2 separate regions of the Macaca mulatta genome follow, and region 1 is linked to region 2. A link is a contact called in public Hi-C data. All regions are on one chromosome and are shown on one strand. The core of a region is the stretch at or near the end of the contact, and the rest is flanking DNA. Distances in the headings are between cores, read along the strand shown.

What was found. A called contact is a pair of places that touch in the nucleus more often than the background predicts.
Region 1: a Hi-C map of liver shows a contact between it and region 2, with 5 times the contacts expected there. The contact joins the promoter of CRADD here to the promoter of SOCS2 in region 2. A contact is called at or near these places in 3 of 14 Hi-C or Micro-C datasets (CD4 T cells, fetal cortex germinal zone and liver).

The regions. Positions count from the first base shown.
Region 1 is chr11:100,997,849-101,004,627 of T2T-MMU8v2.0, reverse strand. It overlaps CRADD (CASP2 and RIPK1 domain containing adaptor with death domain), which reads right to left and starts at 3,772. Exons shown (of 3, transcript NM_001267004.1): 1 at 3,677-3,772; 2 at 2,079-2,382. The coding sequence starts at 2,376.
Region 2 is chr11:100,897,481-100,904,511 of T2T-MMU8v2.0, reverse strand. SOCS2 (suppressor of cytokine signaling 2) reads right to left here and starts at 5,136. Exons shown (of 3, transcript NM_001194762.2): 1 at 4,870-5,136; 2 at 2,521-2,872; 3 at 1-848. The coding sequence starts at 2,659. The coding sequence ends at 391. LOC114670918 (a long non-coding RNA gene) reads left to right here and starts at 4,280. Exons shown (of 2, transcript XR_013401260.1): 1 at 4,280-4,717.

The DNA of each region.
Region 1 (6,779 bases), core at 2,523-5,022, 100 kb before region 2:
CGAGGTGGGCAGATCACCTGAGGTCGGGAGTTTGAGACCAGCCAGACCAACACGGAGAAACCCTATCTCTACTAAAAATACAAAATTAGCCAGGCATGGTGGCGCATGCCTGTAATCCCAGCTACTCAGGACGCTGAGGCAGAAGAATTGCTTAAACCCAGGAAGAGGAGATTGCAGTCAGCCGAGATTGCACCGTTGCACTGCAGCCTGGGCAACAAGAGTGAAACTCCATTTCAAAAAAAAAAATGGTATTATGTCTCTATGAATGACATACAACAGCATGATTTGTATCACCCAAAATGACTATAAAATTAAATTCAGTATTTTGATAGTGAAAGGCTTTCAGTTCACCTGTTCTGTTGTTTCCAACTATATGATGCCAGCAGAAACCTCTTAAGTCAAATATCAGGAAAGCACCAATAATTTTTAACATTTCTCCAACTCTATGTTATCTATTCTGCTTTCAATAAAGTCATAAAAACATCTTAGACACATTTTGTTCAGACACGTGGAGTATTTAATTTTGTAAGGATAATCCAAGCAGTGAATTCCAGTGGTCCTCAAAAGCCAGCTATTTCTAGTATTTCAAAAAGCCTAAAGATATATTTACCTGTAATGAGCCCAGGCTAGGAATGAAAATACTTTTGCTTTTTCCACTGGGATCTTACCAGGTCTTCCTAAAGTTAGCTGGCTATCTCATGCTGATCAGGTATTCAGACATATGTCAAAATATGAGGTCCATGGAGCAAAAATAGTAAAAGTGGTCTTATTATCAGTATTCATTTTTTTTAATCAGTATTTAAAAAATAGCAACCATGAAGCCTGGGGCCCACTAAACCAGAATAGTTCTATCACTGTTATCACAAACCCCAGAGAACCTTGATTCTCTAACTTTGTTAAAAATTTGCAAGTCACCTTTCAATTACTTTTTTTTTCAATTTTTAATTTTTCCCAGTCCAGTTCTCTGCCCCTCCATCTTTGTAAAACAGAGTCAAGGGAAGTTAAGAAGAAGCAAGTGTTTCCATATCACATCTTCTTCCTGCTACAAGCCAGGCTAACAGAACCAGAACTGTTTCTCTCTTCTCCAGCTTCCAATTCTCCTTCAAATTAAACTGAGACCCTCCCCAAACTATTGCTCTTTGCAAAATTAAATACTCCGGTGTCTGAACAAAAGCTAAACTAAAAAGGACACTTTAAACGAATAACCTTTAAAAACAAACTAAGTCAGCCTTCAAAATAATCCCCTTTGGCCACATGGGACAGCCCAGGGGACAGGTACAGGGCTTTCCTTCCTAGAGGCTGTCTCCTACTCCATGAATCTGACCTTTTCCAGCTGGTAGCTCTGGCACCTCACAAATCACTTGTCAGTAGGCCGAATGCCTGCTTTCCCATCTGCACTTTCCAAATGGTTCCTGATGCCAACGGCTGAGATATGACCTGACTCTCTGATGAGAACATGCTTCCCAAGTGACATGCCAGGTTTCCCTGGAAGCATTTCTAAATGCATTCTCTGAGCTCCCTCCCTCACCTCCCAGTCACGGTTCATTCTTCCTTCCCTGCACTTCCTAATGCCACCTCCTGATCCTATGCCTCTAATGTCATGTCCCTTCAGTCCCAACTCCTTACCCACTTTCATCAACCGTTGACCCTTGTCCTGCCTTACATCCCAACTTCAAATCCAAAGGGCGGAGTTCTGGCTAGGTGTGGTGGCTCACGCCTGTAATCCCAGCACTTTGGGAGGCTGAGGTGGGTGGATCACCTGAGGTAAGGAGTTCGAGACCAGCCTGGCCAACATGGTGAAACCTCATCTCTACTAAAAATATAAAAATTAGCAGGGCGTGGTGGCGTAAGTCTGTATTCCCAGCAACTCGGGAGGCGAAGGCAAGTGAATTGCTTGAACCCAGGAAGCAGGGGTTGCTGTGAGCCGAGATCACGCCTAGCGAGATCACTGCACTCCAGCCTGGGTGACAGAGCAAGACTCTGTTTCAAAAACAAACAAACAAATAAACAAACCAAAAAGCAAAGGGCATAATTACAACATTTTGGAGCTGGTTTGAAGTGATCTTTCTGAGGCCTACCTGCAGGTAGGTCGGTCATGGCCTCTTTCCTTGCCTTCTTCAGCTTCTCCCTGACCCAGGGAAACTCCTGTAGGGAATCTAGGAATGTATCGAATGCTTTAGGGCCCCTGGAAGGTAGGATATCCAGCAGGAGCATTGTTTTCCGGAGGCCTGTGGTTTGAGCATTGATTTCTTGAACATGGTTTTCCGTCAAGATTCCCTCCTGGTAGAGGTACTGAAGAACCAGTCCCTCCACCAACACCTCTGCACCCAGCTCCAGGCGAAGTGAGCGGAGTACTTGCTTGTCTCTGGCCTCCATTTCTCCCTGGAAAGAGCCGAAATCACAGCTCAAATTACAGACACGCTGATGTGGCCCGAAAGACAGTGTCACTGCAATGTAAGTTCCTTCAGGTCAGGCATATCTTCAAACCGTGGCAGAGTGCCAGGTCATGGTATTTAATTCACGAGTTAAGCCAAGCCAAGTTAACTTTGAATGTTTCCTAACATAATGAACAACACTGAAGATGAATCATCTTTTCTGTTCCTGCTTTTCACACAGTGGGGTCCCAGCTCAATTCCTCGTTCAATAAAGAAATTTGGAAAAAGAAAAAAAAAAAAAGTGGGTCAGAGACCCTTCCGAAAAAGCAATTTTTATCTGAAGATTACAGAGCAGCATTAATTTTAACATGCTGGAGAAGAAATCGTGGTTTTATTTTAACATTGCCCTCATCAGACCTGCACCACCACCACCACCACGGCAGAAACTGCCAAAGTGGGCGCAGGTGTCCCTTTTTTGATCACAAGTATTTGCAAAACCTGATCAGTAACAGGAGTGCAGGACAGAAATCAGCAGGAACAGAGTTTAAGGCTCTTTTCGTTAAAAGTCCTCTACACCATCACCTTTAAGAAAATTGTTGTTTGTGCCCAGTCTACAATAAACCTTACACAATATATAGTCACAGACTCCATTCCTTCCCACTAAGAATTCCGAATCTCCAGCACAACACTGTCGTGGCCACACATGCATGGGACATTTTATGGGATTTTTTTTCTTTAAAACACCCCAGCGCCGGTCAGTAGCCAGGCACAATTTGAAGGTGCATTTCCACCACCCCTGCACCCATGTGCTGTGGCTTGGTTGTGTGTAAGGCAGTGAAGGTCAAGTGACCGGGAAGGCAGGTAGGGATGACATATGCGGCTTCAGATACACCCGGGCAGTACGACCACGGCTGGGCGACACCCGATCCCACACTCCCCCTCGCAACCCTGCAAAGTTTAGGAGGTGACAGGTGAGGAGGGGGAGGTGTTCACATTTGGCGGTGAGCGCCCATTGGGAACTTTTTAAAAAGTCTCTGCCTCGGCCGCTGAAATCCTTGTATCAAACAGGAAGACTACGGGCGGTTTCTGCCGCAATTTGACCCGCTAAAGAGGGAGTGCTGGGAATGAACTTAACAGCGGATCAAGGGGAGAGCGGGCCTCCGGCACTACCGCAGCCACCCAGCCTTGGCCCGGATCGGAAATGCAGAGCAAGTTAGTGGGGCGGGGAAGCCCCCGCAGGGCCCAGGTCGCAGACGCTACAATGCAGGGCTTTCAAGAAAAAATGGATTCCTGTTACTTACGTCTGCAACCACGTATCTTTGGGGCGGGGGAGAAAAACTGCAACCGGAATCCTGACTGTTAGGGAATCTGCCCCATAAGCACCATCTTTGTTAAAGGCGAAAACACAGGAAGTGTTGACACCATCTTTGTTGAGGGCAAGCACAGGAAGTGCTGTCGCCATTTTTATTGAGCGTTCAAGGGTCGGATCGAAGCTCTTCCCGCCATGTTTACTGTGGGTAAACAATTCAATCACGGGGAGGTGGACAACAGTAGCGTCACTTAGAGGGTATCTAAGTAATGGAGTCATTGAATCATTGCATTTTAACACAGTAACTACACCAGGGCCCTACACACAATTGACATAACAGAGAGGCAGGTCAAAAGTCACCCTGGTAGAGACGCCTTCTCTGACCTGATTAAAACGGCAACACAGCTGCACTCATCTCCTGCACTCCCCATTCCCTTAACCAGCTTTATTTTTTACGTATCACCATATTATTAAAACTTTTTACTTATTCACTTGTTTATCCCTCTGCTTCCCTCCATTAAAATGCAAGGTATTTATTTATATCAAGGGTTCCTGTCCGCAAAAAGTTTACAAATCTGTCAGTCAGAATTTCATTACAGCACTCAGCTAGCTACTCCTAGTCAAAAAGGGATTTGTCAGGGGGAATTCGGGACATTTGAAATGATTGGAAAGACTGGAGAAGGGCTGAACATCCATGAATGACTACAAAGATAAGATTGCCATACTGGCTCCTGTCCACAATCAGGAAGATGGCATCAGGAAGTTGCCATGCCTCGTCCCCAACCTCTCAACACCGACAGAACAATTAACAGGACACTGGAACACTGCTGCAAAAAACCGTGGTCTCCACGGCTGCATTTGCCAGCAGCATGAAAACAGCACCTGCAAATATTGCTCTGCTGCGTGCAATTGGTGAGATCAATTTCACATGCAGAATATTAGCAGCAAGGATGTCTAGAGCATGTAGTTTATAGCTTTCCAGCTTGAGAAACACAAAAAGGTGTAGTAAACGAGGGAAGGGCTGATACTAAAGGCCTATCTATTGCATCCACCACATTTTCAATTTGGAAAGCAAGAAAAAATGCATGACCCAAATAGAAACACAGAAATGCCAAGTTGGGTGTCCTTCCTCACATTCCTTTGTGAAGTGAGGCAGTCGATCAATAAATACATTCATTGATTCATTTTTAAATCAATTGGATGATACATACAAAAAGTCATATGCTTACTAAAAATTAGTTGACAATACAGGGGGAAAAACTCCTGAAATATTGTTTCTGCAAAGGTTTTCATAGCCAAAACCTTTGGTGGGAAATGAAAATATCTTTGTAAGCAAATCAATGGAGAACAGTTCTGAAACTCTCTCCTCAAAACCTTCTAAAAATTGTATCCACTGTACAGTGTTACTATGCCAGTTACCATTTTACTACACCATTAATGACAGTATTTTTACCTATGTGGCAAGTATTATTATTACAGTCATGCATTGCATAACAATATTTGGGTCAATGACAGACTGCATATATGATAGTGGTCAGAGCAATAGGCTATGCTGTATGGCCTAAGTATGTAGTAGGCTATACCATCTAGTTTTGCTTAAGTATACCCTATTTTGTTTGCACAATGATGCATTTCTCACAATGTATCTCCATTGTTATAACTGTATTAGCATTTTGCATGTATAAAGACTATGGAATCAGAATGGTCAACTGTCTTAGCCAAAATCTCACAGCTAATATAGAGCAAAACTTGAATTCTAATGAAGTTTCTCTGATTTCATGCTCTTTCCAATACACCATACAACCCTGTATAGTGAAGAGTTTATTGTTCTAATGATAGCCAAATATTACTTGCAAATCATCCTGTTGCCACCTCCTATCTCTCTCCCTTTTCCCCTTTTTCTCGAGAATCATTGTCCTTTCCTCAGCAAGATTTCCCATCTGTACATAGACAAGTGTTAGCACCATTCTTTGTCTTCGTCCAGATAAAGTGCAGACCACTTGCAACACTGCCAAGCGTTGAGGTTTATAGGTTGAATATGCCTAATACAAAAATTTGACATCCAGAATGCTCCAAAACCTGGCTGGGAGTGGTGGCTCACACCTGTAATCTCAGCATTTTGGGAAACCAAGGCAGGCAGATCATTTGAGCCCAGGAGTTCAGGGCCAACCTGGGCAACATAGTGAGATCCCATCTCTACAAAAAATACAAAAAATTAGCCAGGCATGGTTGTGCACGTCTGTAGTCCCAGTTTCTCAGGAGGCTGAGGTGGAGAATCAATTGAACCCGGGAGGTGGAAGTTGCAGTGAAACAAGATTGTGCCACTGCACTCCGGCCTGGGCAACAGACAGAGACCCTGTCTCAGAAAAAAAAAAAAAAGAAAGAAAGAAATGCTCCAAAACCTGAAACTTTTTGAGTGTCAACATGATGCCACAAGTGGAAAATTCTACACCTGACCTTACGTGATGGGTCAGTCAAAACACAAACCTTTGTTTCATATACAAAATTATTTAAAATATTGTATAAAGTTACTTTCAGGCTATGTGTATAAAGTATATATGAAACTTAAGTTTTGTGCTTAAACTTGGGTCCCGTCCCCAAGTTACGTCATTATGTATATGCAAATATTCCAAAATCCAAAAAAATCCAAAATCCAAAACACTTCTGGTCCCAAGCATTTTGGGTAAGGGATAGTTAACCCATGCTAACTTTTTTAGAGAGGAAAAGCAAGTGGATTTTATCTAACTGTAAACTTTGATAAATTTCAAACATACAGGAAAGTTGAAACAAATAGCGCAATAAACGCCCATATAAAGTTCCATATTTCTTGATGATTCATCATATTTGGAAAGACTTGAGATCTCCTAGGAGCTAGAAGGTGAGCCTTGATGATGATACCCAGGAGGAGGTGGGGAGCCAACAGTAGGATCCATGAGGGTTCACAGAAGAGAAGCAGCAAGAGACAGCAGGAGAGTGTCAGGGCAGCAGCCGGGGGGCATGGCGTCCTATGGTAAACAACCTGAGAGGGTGGCCATTAAAGATCTGACTTAAATCTGCAGCATGAAGCCTTTGACCATCAAATTCCTCTTCCCATG
Region 2 (7,031 bases), core at 3,887-6,386:
GCTTGGTTCCTCCCACTTCTTCAGTATTCCTATGAGGAGTTCTTTCTCTCCTACTGGAGCCTGGACCTTTGACATAATGGAAAGGAACCTAAGAAGGCAAGCCATTCTGATAAAACGTGCCTTCAGCCTTTACATGCGACATTTTATTTTTAATCTAAAAGGATCAACTGGTCTTGGTCAGCCTTAAGAAGGGAAGCATCACTCAGGTAAAAGTATGAGGAGGAACTTTAAACACCTAGCAACCTCTTCAAGCATTTAAATTAGATTAGCTTCAGCTGTTCTTAGAAAGTATTCCGTATAGTTATCCAGAGCACTCAAGTTTTGGTTCTCTTTTACATAGCTGCATTCGGAGATACTCTGTGTGAGACATGTTTAAAAAAAGAGAAACATTTATACCTGGAATTTATATTCTTCCAAGTAATCTTTTAGTCTTGTTGGTAAAGGCAGTCCCCAGATGGCACCAGTACATTTGTTAATGGTGAGCCTACAGAGATGCTGCAGAGATGGTGCTGATATGTAGAGCGGGTTGGTCAGATAAAGGTGAACGGTGCCGTTCCGGGGGGCTTCTGGACCTGTCCGCTTATCCTTGCACATCTGAACATAGTAGTCGATCAGATGAACCACACTGTCAAATTGTTTCAGCTTGGATTTGACACATATGATAGAGTCCAATCTGAATTTTCCATCTTGGTATTCGATTCGAAGATTAGTTGGTCCAGCTGACGTTTTAACAGATATTGTTAGTAGGTAGTCTGAATGCGAGCTATCTCTAATCAAGAAAGTTCCTTCTGGTGCCTCTTTTAATTTCTCTTTGGCTTCATTAACAGTCATACTTCCCCAGTACCATCCTGGGGTTTTTGTTCAAAAAGAAAAAGAAAAGAGGGTAAAACAGTTATTATAAGAATTTTTAGAACAGAGCAAGTAATTGGCAATAATTTTTTTAGCTCTTATAAAAAGGTGGTGTGTGAGTGAAAGTTTACCAGGGGCCACCACAAATACTTTCAGTAGGAATTTAATAAAAATTTGGGTACATTTTATGAACACAAACAGTGAGCCAGTTTTCTTTCTTTTTTAAAAAATTAACTTTCTGAAGCTCTTAAGATTTTCTTCTAATGAACCAAAAGAACATTTTCAGCATGACACTGGCTGATGAAGCATGACACTTTGAACATTATTTAAGTAAAATAAAGATTTAAGTAAATTAGAAAAAAATCAGAAGTTAGAAATGAAAGCCATGCCCTTTAAAAAGTGGAAAACCCTACTCCTGTAATTGAACTACAGTAAAAACAGAAGCAACTGTTTTGGATGGTTGGTGTCCCCCCAACCACAAAAAAAAAAAAAAAAAAAAAAAAGGCTGCAAAGCCTGCTAATGAACAGCTTTCTATGTAGAAAGCACTGCTATGTACTGGTTGTAAAAGCACAGCTCTAGTACAATAGCTTCTGTTCGCTGCTTTATGACTACCTTACTAGTCACTAAGAAATGGGAAGTCCCCAGTGATAATTACTATTTCAGGTTTACAATCTTCCCTAAACTCTTTTGAACTTTGCCCTAATCCAAATCCAATCACAACCATCGGCCTCCCCTGCATTCTCGATTTCATCTGCCTGCACCATCTCCCCGGCCCACCCTGCTTTCTAAGGAGGCTCAAAGACCGTCCATATTTAAGAAGTCTGAACATTTGTGCTCCCCCCAACCCCACAATTACCAGGATACTTGCATTCTGCCGGTGCCTCCCCTGGAGGGAAAGCCCATGGCCCACACGTAAAGCCCGGAATCGCAAGCGAGAGAACTTTTCCCTCTCCCTCCCCCTGTTGCTACCAAAATTTTTAACTGTGCCACAACTGTAAGCTTTTAGGATACGGACTTGGAAAGCCAGAATGATTTGCCAGATACTTTACTTTTTTTTTTTTTTCTTTTTTCAGATGCCTAGAGATAGCGTGCCGCGCAAATTGCCTGACTGTACTTGAAAGCGTCAGTCTCCTGGGCACGCCGACCCTGGAAGCCGCGCTCGGCGGGGGCTTCGCAGCCTACTCTCGACGCCCGGGCAGCCGCCCTCGCGGCAGTGTCAGTCCCCGAACTTGGCCGCCAGGATCCTGGGCTGCGGCCGCAGCTCCGCCCGGGAGCCAGATGCTGCTGGGCCTGCGGGGCCCGCGGCACCCACTTGCTGACTGCACCCCGCGCAAAGGGAGGCGCCCGACGCTTTCCCCGGCCGGGGTTCGAGCCGGAACGCCCAACACTGAGCAGCTGCGTAAAACAGTAAAGCTTCCATCGTGCTAAGAAGCTACTTCCAAGAAGCCCTTCCCGCGCTCTGCCAGGCCTGAGTCTCTGGAGAACCACTTTCCTTACGCATTCCCCAGGACCCAGGACCCAGGACCCTGCGAGCGTGCTCTCCGCGGTCCCTTGGAAGCAAGGGACGTATTTCCAGCTTATTCTTTGCTTCCCACCTCGGCCCCTCTTCCTAGCTGCGTCTTTGGGGAGGCGCCCCCTCCCGCACGCGTCGCGGCCGGTCGGCTCCCTACCTGTCTGACCCAGCTCCCGCAGGGCCTTCGCCAGACGCGCCGCCTCCGGGGATGGCTCCTCCGCCGACCCCGCGGTCCCCCACTGGCTCCGCGTCCCTTCTCCGCCATTCCCGGAGGGCTCGAGGCACCGCAGGGTCATGGGAGAAAGGTCACCGCGGCAAAGACAGGTGGCCGCCCGAGCTGGGGTCAGAGAAGGGCTCGTGTCCTTCCTTGAAGTCAGTGCGAATCCCAAAACGAGTCCCTGCGGGGTGTCCGAAATGGTGGCAGAGAGGGAAGGGATGGGGCTTTTTCTCCCCACGTACTGGAGGGCGGATGACAAAGTCCCTCGCAGACGCGGTCACCCACTGATCGCCTACAAAGAGAAAGCGGGAGGTTGGGTCAGTCCAAACTGGACCCCTGCGGCTGGGGTGGGGGTGGGGAAATGGACGTGGAAAATCCCAGGGACTCCTCCGCCTCTACGTTCCAGCACCATTTAACCCCAAGCTTCCAGTTAGCGCCCTGGCCCAGCTCTAGAGAAAGAATAAAGAGAGCAGAGATCCAAGACACAAAGTTGGCTGAAGAGGTAGGGGGCGGAGGTCAGGATGAGGGTGAACAGGGTGTCTTCCCGCCCAGGGTCACTAGCTGAAATCAAAGACTGGCGACCTCGGAAGAGCAAATAGTCACCTGCAGATCCAGTGGGAATAGGCCCTTATCAAGGACAAGTATAAAAAATTAAAAAGGAAAGAACAGGAGAGATTCCCCAAATTGGCATTCCGGTCTCACACCTGGCGCAGCCCGAGGGCCTCCAGGAAGAAGCACCCACACAAACTTGGTTCTCCACCCTAAAGCGCTGCGGGGCCCTGAGGCACCAAACCCGGGTGCGGAGGTGCGGGAGCTGCCGCATCCCCACCCGGGAGGTTCCTCGCTCCCCTCCCCCCGCTTCCCGGTGCCCGCTCTGGAGGGGTTGGGGGCGCCGCGGCGGTCGCTCCCGGACCAGGATGGCTGCGGTAGCTCTCGCCGCCGCGGGCGCTGTCGAGGAATCGGCCCCAGCGCGCAGCCCTCGCGGGGCTCCGAGCCGAGGCCGGGGCCGAGCGGGCGGTCGCGAGCGCTGCGGGAAGTGCAAACCTCCAACGCCGCGCTCTTACCTCGACCTCGGCTGCCGCCGCCTCCGCACCAGGCAGCCTCCTCAGCGGACATGGGGCGGGGGGGGGGGCGGGAGGGGCCCAGGAGAGGAGGGGCGTCTGCCCTTGTTTCCCCCGTTTACGTTTAATTTGGGAACGAGATGCCCGGGGATGCGACCAGCCCAGCGCTCGGAGGCGGCGGCCGGAGTTCCGTGCGCAGAGGGCACACAAAAGCCTCGAGGATCATTGCCTCGACCCCCTCCCCCACCGCGCGGCGACGCCCCCTCCGGGCTGGGACACCCCACCCTCGGACTGCTGCCGGGTTTCCCTCCGGCTGCGACCCTGGAGGTGGGGAAGGAGAGAGGGAGGGAGGAAGGAGCGAGGGCAGGAGGCAGGCCGGTGGGGAGGAGCGGGAGATCAGGTTATTAGGAGGATTATTAATTTGAATGGCAGTTTAGGTTAAATAAAAAAAAGAAACTCCAGACACTTCCCGACGCCGAGAAGGGACCGGAGAAAGCAGGCAGCAACGCCAGGCCGCGGGGCAGAGCCGCGGCTCGGACTCTCTCTTCGCCGGTGCTCCGAGCGGCGGAAGCCCAGGCCGTCCGCCGCTCCCCGGCGCACGCTGCCGTGCCTCGCCGCCCTCCCCTGCAACTCTCCTTGGGGCGGAGCCTTCGGGCTTCTCCCTGCTACCGGTACCTGCCGCGGGCGCCCGAGCTGCGGGCACTGGGGATCCTGAGGCTGTGCGCCCGGGGCCCCGGCGCGCACTGTCCGCGGGCCACGCGGTGAGGGCGGCTGCGGGCGAGAGTGCTCATGCTTCAGGGGAAACCCAAGGCCCGCCAGCCGCGGCGGCGGCGGCGACGAGACTTGGCAAGAGTTAAACGTCGGTCCCAGGAGCAGGGAGTGCGCGCGACTTTCCAGCCCGACGCGCCTCCCTTGCTCCCCGCCTCCCTCCCAGTAAGCGCTCCGCTCGCGCCCCGCCCGGCTGCTGCGGAGGCCGCTTTCCAGGAACTTTCCAGGAATCGGCCTCACGTGACCGCGGGCCCCGCTACCGCTTTAAAGAGGCTCGGTCGCAATACACAGGCTTCAGAGAAGACCGGGTGAGAGCGCTCGAGTGCAAGGCGGACGGTGTGCACGCTGGGGTCGGCCTGCTTCTGGCCCCACACCCTGGGGTGCTCGGGCGCAAGCTGGAGATGTCCCCCGCCACCGGCCACAGCCAACCCCGTTTCAGCTGCCGGAGCCTGCCCCCTACCCGGGCCAGCTGAGCGCCCGGGTTCAGGGAAGGATGGCGGTCCTCGGCCCTGGGCCCGCCACGGGGGTGGGTTCCTGTAAACATCCCGGCGGCGCCCCCTCGACGCGACCCTCCTGGCCGCACATTTGCGGGGGGTAGGGGTGCAGGAGCGACTGTGGGTCCTCGGAAACGGGCCTCTCCGGCTCTAAGACACATTGATGGCGTGGGGACGCCGTGCTCGGCCCGGTGCCCACGGCCGGGGACCGGAGGCGGTCCCCTTGATCAGGTCCTGGAAGGCAGCGGGCGGGAGAGCAGCGCCTCCTTAAGCGGTGCCGGCCGTCCTTAGTCCCCTCCCCCTGGCGCTCCGGCTCCTTGTCACCAGCATCCACCCGACTCCTCCCTTCCTCCTCCCCTCTGCTCCAACGTCTCCGGCAGACCTGGCGGCCAGCCCCGCTCACCTGCGCCGGCTGCTAAGGGGGCGGCCTTACCTGCGCGCCCGGAAGGGGCTGGGTGACTGGCCTCGGTTCCCGCAGTCCGGCAGTCCGGAGAGTGCCTCTGCCATTCCCGGCAGGGCTGACGCCCACGGGCCGGGAATTCGGAAGGATCCCGGCGCCTCTACCTTACCTGGGATTCTCACCTCCAACCCCGTTGGAAGCCACCCCGCCTTAGTGGAAACTCATCTCCTTGTCTGCTCACCCGCCCCAGAAATATGACCTACTTGAAATGTGACCTACTTTTTAAAAGAAACCCTTAACAATCACGGGAAAACCGGATCCAAAATTTCGATAAGCATTTTTCTTTGAAATACTATTCTATTGCATCACTGCTCAAAAGCTTGAAAGGTCAATGGCCACTTTTAGTTGAGGCCGTGGCTATGGGAAGTTGGGCGAGGAAGGGGGAGGGGTGGGAGGGAGGCGCGTCTTGCAAACCTTGCCTGGTGCCCCCCCTGCCGGCTCTGGGAGGAAACGTGAACCAGCTGCCAACCTTGGGGTCTGGAGCCGGGGACCAATGGTTTTCTCAATAATTTTCCTGCTTTTGAGTACATAACTCTATGCAGATGATAAGCAGATGAGTCGGGGAGGGGGGCATTTCCCAGCTAGCACAGAGCTTTGTTAACGCTGGAGCCTTGTGCCCGTAATCATGTTTCGTTTTTTAGAAAGAGCCTTTTATAGTGTGGGCGGAGCTAAATGAACCCTAGTTAAAATCCTCTACAAAGTAGTTGAATCATTTTGCACAAGGCACTTACCCTCTTTGGACCTCTGGCCCTTTTTGTAACATGAAGGGCTAGATTCGGGTTCTGGGTGAAGGAGCAGGATAAAGGAACAAATCAGATTCCATGTGAAGCCTGTGTACAGTCTGAGGCCCCAAGCCTTTAAGAACCACTATGTCTACTAGGGTTAACTGCCCTCTAAATTATCCTAATATGGCTTCTTCTTCCTTAATGGAAAATCCTAGAGGAAGGGTATACCCACACTTTAGCTTAAATAAAAAGGTATTTATTCCTAAAATTGGCGGGGGCAGGGGAGGGAACGTGACCAAGTCGCCCAGGCTGGAGTGCAGGGGCTCGATCTCAGCTCACCACAACCTCCGCCTCCCGGGTTCAAGCAATTCTCCTACCCCAGCTTCCCGAGAAGCTGGGATTACAGTCGCCTGCCACCACGCCCGGCTAGTTTTTGTTTGTTTGTTTGTTTGTTTGTTTTTATTATACTTTAAGTTCTAGGGTACATGTGCATAACGTGCAGGTTTGTTATGTATGTATACTTGTGCCATGTTGGTGTGCTGCACCCATCAACTCGCCAGTACCCATCAACTCGTCATTTACATCAGGTATAACTCCCAATGCAATCCTTCCCCCCTCCCCCCTCCCCATGATAGGCCCCGGTGTGTGATGTTCCCCTTCCCGAGTCCAAGTGATCTCATTGTTAAGTTCCCACCTATGAGTGAGAACATGTGGTGTTTGGTTTTCTGTTCTTGCGATAGTTTGCTGAGAATGATGGTTTCCAGCTGCATCCATGTCCCTACAAAGGACACAAACTCATCCTTTTTTATGGCTGCATAGTATTCCATGATGTATATGTGCCACATTTTCTTAATCCAGTCTGTCACTGATGGACATTTGGGTTGATTCTAAGTCTTTGCTATTGTGAATAGTGCCACAATAAACATACGTGTGCATGTGTCTT